2 separate regions of the Hordeum vulgare genome follow, and region 2 is linked to region 1. The links are chromatin contacts, called in public Hi-C maps. All regions are on one chromosome and are shown on one strand. The core of a region is the stretch at or near the end of the contact, and the rest is flanking DNA. Distances in the headings are between cores, read along the strand shown.

Region 1 (2,744 bases), core at 163-2,662:
TAGCATGTATTACCTCAACCAGGCCCTATAGGACCACAAATGCAAGGAGGCCAAAATGATTGCAAATCAAACGAACACACTCTTACTGTTTTCTTTTACTTGCATGCCCTTGGTGTTTTTCTTTTACTTGCACACCCTTGGTGTTTTTCTTTTACTTGCACGATCAATGTCTTTTTTTAGGGTCACACCCTTAGTGTCTTTTTTTGAACTTATGGTCAGTTTATTAAAACTCAAATAATAGTTACATCTTTAGCCAGTTCGGCTAAGAGAAAATCAGGAGACTTTCTTGCTAAAGATTGTGCCACCATGTTGGGCAGTGAACAAAAGGGGTTGGTCCAATCCTTTGCGCTATGCAGAAGCAATTAGCGATAGTTGTGTATGGATCAAGTATTTCAGCTATCCCATTGCAAGCATTAATAAGCTCTCGACAATCAGATTCAAAAACAACATGTGAGCATCCTAGTTCATTCACGCGCATCATTCTGTTTTCAAGAGCTAACCCCTCCACCAAAGGAGCATCGACCACACCACTTTGCGAGCAAATATCCCACAATGATAGATGCTGAATAGTTGCTAGACGTCGGCGTTGGTCACAAGTAAGTTTTCAAAAATGATGTTGCGAAATCTATCAGTTCCAAGTGCCCGATTAATCACCTCCTTCATCCCCAGAACTCTCCAAACTTCTCTCGCTCTCGTGCATGCAACCATTAGATGGTGGATATTCTCTGCACCATCTGACAAATAGGACACTGTCCAGAAACATGAATATGTCGACTTGCTAGCACCGAAAAGCATGGTACGATCCCATGTAGAGCCTTCCAGCCAGATATTTTAATTTTACTTAGAATATTTGAGTTCTAGAGGATTTTTCACACATGATTGCTAGTGGAAGGACCTTCATCCGAACCTTTGAGGCGCCCAATAAACTGATACCTCCATTCGATGTACTATGCTGATCTAACCGAAAAATTATAACTCTTTTATGCCAAGCAACAAAATCATCAGTCATGTTTGCACTTAGGGGTAATCAAAAAATCCTTTCAACACTCACTGGGAAAGAAACTATCTCTGATTATATCCTCACCGCAAAATCATCAGTCATGTTTGCACTCATGGGTAATCAGAAAATCCTTTCAACACCAACGGGGAAAGAAATTATCTCTGATTATATCCTCACATCCCAATCTCCCGTAGTGTACAGCACGGTAGCAGCTTTTCCCCTCAAAGAAAAAAAATGCGTTTCCTTTCTTTTTTTTTGCTTGAATCTTTTCTCCAGATGATATATGGGCCGTCATAAATGAAAGCGAATATAACCGAATGATACCTGGCGAGGCCCAATACAGGCCCATCCAGCAGTACTCTCGCTTGGAAAGCAAGAAAGAAGGTTACCGGAAAACTCCCCCATCGACGGGAGCTCCCCCTCTCCTATTTCTCTCCAGTCGCCGCTTAGCCAAAACCCCCGAGAAAACCCTCGCGCCCCAAGCTTCCCCCCACCCACCATGCGCCGCCTACTCCGGCCGGCGAAGGCGGCGGCCTCCGTGGCCGCCGGGGCCGCGGTATTGGCGTCGCTCGGCGAAGTCGCGTACGCGGATGGCGTCTTCCCCTTCCGCCGCCAGCCCGCCGCTCCTCCCCCGCCGCCTCCAGATGCCCAGCCCGCCCCCGCCGCCGCCTCGTCCGGCTCCAGCGGGTTCGACCCCGAGGAGCTGGAGCGTGGGGCCCGCGCGCTGCGTAAGATCAATGCCTCCCGGTACGCCAAGCTGGTAAGCTGCTCGCGCTCTGGCCCCTTACGCCTTACCTACCTGGAGTGTTGCCCGTTCTGACGCCCCCGTTGTTGTTGGCATTGGCCCCAGCTGTTTGGGCTGATGCAGAGCCAGGAGGAGGCGCGCCTCGCGGAGATGGCTGCGGAGAAGGTCCACAACGAAATCTACTGGAAAGTCAAGGAAATCGTGAGTTATTCGCGGCCTTTCCCCCTTTTGATGCGAAAATTGCTCGATGTCACTCGATTCCAATGCTAGACTGCTCGAATTCATTTTACTTAATCCGCCTTTTGAGCATTCTCTTTCTGTAGTGTTGGAGTTCGCAACTTCTCTGAATGAAGAGCATCTGATTCGTTAACCATTAATTTGCTTAGAAAGCTTCCTGCAACAACAACAAGGCCTGCTTAAGAAAGCAGAGCTGTTAACATTCTCGTCTGGAAAAAAAATCTAGGGCCTGACCATTCAAGTGGTGTAGGTCATAATTCATAATAAATCGCCTGCTTGATCCTTGTGAATAGCAAAGTATCACGGATTTAGAACTTCATGGCAATTAAAACTGGAACAAATGTGTTATGTGGTATAAAATTTCATCTGTGCATCTAGCTATGATGATGCATTGAGCCGTTGTACATTGCTGCTGCCAATACACTCATACTTTTGTGTTGACCCTTATCTGACAGGAGGCGAAGCGGAAAATGGGTGAAGAATATAGAGAAAATTTGAAACAGCAATCACAACTTGAGGCACAAAGGTTACGCTACGAGGATGAGTTGGCTAAGAAAAGAAAGCAGGTATTGAATCTTCCACCCTCTAACTACCTTTGCTAGGGCATGCCGAACGCAGGTGCTAATAGGGAGGCGCCAGGATGGATATCTGATCGATTGGCAGTTAGGCCATCCATTCCTGGTGGATTCCTGGCGTCACGTGAAGCGTTGACGCAAAATATAGAATCGGGCGCCTGTGCCTCTTGTGCCTTGCGGGATGAAA
Region 2 (2,744 bases), core at 177-2,676, 650 kb after region 1:
TAAGATGTTTTTAACAATAAGAACGGTTTATATTTTGATACAGAAAGAAAGAGTACATTTTTTTTGGAAAAGGCCCCGGCCTCTATACAGAAAGAGTACATATGATGCCATATCTGCAATCTGGCAGCCACACTCGCTAGGCAGTACTGTTTTAGCAGTACTGTCACTCATGCCTGTTAGGCAGGTTGGTGACCAATATTAAGAGTAAGGTGTTGCTTTGTTTGACCTAAACGAAGGCACTGCTTCCTTACCTGCTGGAATGTTGGTGTCTTTGCGTCCATGTTGCTGTCTAGCAACCCCTGCAGCAGCTCCAGCCTCTCCTTCCTATTGGTGAACATCGCCTACTCATCACCAAAGCAGAACATATATACCTACATCAGTTAACCACCCCAACCAAACACTTGCATTTCTCAAACGAACAAAAAACGCTACTATGTCAATTCCAAACTAACATCCACATTTAGCTAATAACCGATTCCAGATCAACATTTAGAGTGTTAGCCATACTCGGTGCGCAGCTTGATTGATTACCTTGAGGTAGTCCTTGTACATCCTGTCCGGGAACCACATCTTCCTGTACATGGAGACGGAGAAGAGCGCCTTGAGCCCCTGCAGCGTCTCCGGCATGAGCAGCTCCGCGGAGGACCCGGCGCCGAGCCGCTCCATGGTCTCCCGGTTCACGGCGTCCGTCATGGCCACCACGGACCCGGACACGGCCAGCGACCGCACCAGCTCCGGCCGCGCCTCCGCCAGCTTGAACGCTACCATGCCCCCGTAGCTGAACCCGACCACGTCGCAGCGCGCCACGCCGAGCCGCGCCAGCGCCGCCGCCACGCAGCGCGCCTGGAACTCCGGGGACCGGTCGGCGCTGTCCGTCGTGGACGACTTGCCGAAGAAGAGCAGGTCAGGGATGTACACGTTGTAGCGCGACACCAGCACGCCGAAATTGAACTGGAACGTCACGTTGCCCTCGGCGGCGAAGCCGTGGATGAGGACCACGTTGGGCTTGGACTCGGGGCCCTTCCTCCTGCCCCCACGACGGCCGCCTGACGGCTTATTGGCGGCGGCGGCGGCGCTGGCGTCGTGAGGGCTGATGGTGGTGCCTTTCTTGCCGGCGTGGTGCTTGGGAGCCCAGACGTGCATGGTGGTGCCCGGCTCCAGCTCGACGTCGATGGGGCGGAGCCCGGCCAGCCTCATCATCCCCGTCAGCAGCGGCTTCTGCGCCTCGATCAAGTTCACCATCTTGCTTGTGATCTGGGCGTGGCTACGTACGTGCGTGGCTGCGTGTAATGTGGTAGAGCTGCACGTTGCGGCTCGAGTACGTGTTTGAAATCGGAGCAGTGGGCTGGGCTTGCATTAGTAGGGGAGACGAGACGCCGGAAGAGCAGGGGTCAGTCAGCTGCGACATGCATGTGAGAGAATGCGACGAGGGGCGGGGCGTTGCAACGACCGGTGATGTCGTCGGCGACTACTGACGGCGACGGGCGTGAGGACGGGTGGGCGTTGGGTGGGTGGCGATGGAGGGACAGGGCGGCAGCGACCGGGCAGAGGGGATCCAACGGGAACAAGGAGCGGGTTTAGTGGGGTTTAGTGATCTACCGCAGTCCACGCATGCGCGTGCGTTAGCTTGGATTGGTGGCTTGGTGCAACAAACCCATCCCGCTGCGTGCTACTGTGACGCGCCGGCTGCTCCTTGAGCATTTCTCCACTCGTTGGACCTACTACTAGTTAATTTCCAAACGGAATGAAAAAGATCTCCATCATCCAAGATTCCAAATGCAACTTCATCGGTTTGTTATGCTAGCTGTATACAACGATATGAGAATTCATTCGAATAATTGTACATCCTGTTTTCTATTTTTCAGGTACCTGATTTTTTTTTTTGCGCCAGTCACATTTTCCTTTTTCGCGAGGACACAAGATGAAACCTGGTCGGAGAAAAACCAACCTACTATCTATCTTAGGGTAGAGCAGAATCCCATTATCTAGGCGCCCCAAAACTGCTCCGCGCGTTGAAATATATTTTTTTAAACGCCGGATAGCTCCAACAGATGATTTAAAATTATGCGTGCGCTAAATTTTTTTGGACATTTGTTAAAAAACGCTATCGCGCACAACATATTTTGAACGCCGGATAACACGCTCTTCACAGTTTGCATTGCGTGTTTTTTGGACGCGCGTTTTTGTGCGGCTGTTGGAGATGCTCTGATCCCACGCATTAAAAGTGCTACAGCGATGCGCTAAATTTTTTATTGGACCCGAAATTTTTGTGCGGCTGTTGGAGATGCTCTTAGTGAGGTTGAATATCAAAAGTGGTGATCTGTTTTGTACCATTAGATTGAGATCTAGTGGTTCCTGAGAAAAGTGACTGATATATGAATCGTTTTCATCAAATACCTAATGCATAGTCAGTCCCCTGTACAGTTTAAACGGATTGTGGATACATCATAACTCGGGGTCGAACGGTCTCCATCTGGTCCGCAACGTATTCAGGAATCTCGTTTCACCACGTACGGCGCCATCCAGCCATACCAGTACGCGAACGCCGCGATGGACACCGCCGCAGCGACCCCGACGGTGGCGTGCCGCGCATAGGTAGGCCTGTCACCGGCTGCCAGCCCACGACGACGCGCCCCCTTCCGTCGGCTCTCCTGATCGGCGAACCCGAGGCCGTGGCCCTCGAGTTCGGCGGCCACGTCCGCGATCGCCGCCCCCCGCCGCACGGCGCTCGCCATCGCCTCGTT

Evidence for each region. A called contact is a pair of places that touch in the nucleus more often than the background predicts.
Region 2: a Hi-C map of seedling shows a contact between it and region 1, with 7 times the contacts expected there. The contact joins the promoter of LOC123402363 here to the promoter of LOC123406023 in region 1. A contact is called at or near these places in 4 of 6 Hi-C or Micro-C datasets (leaf and seedling) and 1 of 1 datasets of contacts at active chromatin or transcription factors (embryo).

Annotation. Positions count from the first base shown.
Region 1 is chr6H:464,457,825-464,460,568 of MorexV3_pseudomolecules_assembly, forward strand. It overlaps LOC123406023 (ATPase family AAA domain-containing protein 3C-like), which reads left to right and starts at 1,413. Exons shown (of 8, transcript XM_045099526.1): 1 at 1,413-1,760; 2 at 1,851-1,946; 3 at 2,438-2,548. The coding sequence starts at 1,500.
Region 2 is chr6H:465,108,412-465,111,155 of MorexV3_pseudomolecules_assembly, forward strand. LOC123402363 (putative aminoacrylate hydrolase RutD) reads right to left here and starts at 1,427. Exons shown (of 4, transcript XM_045096283.1): 1 at 532-1,427; 2 at 252-341. The coding sequence starts at 1,242. LOC123401866 (monodehydroascorbate reductase 1, peroxisomal-like) reads right to left here. Exons shown (of 7, transcript XM_045095720.1): 7 at 2,307-2,744. The coding sequence ends at 2,490.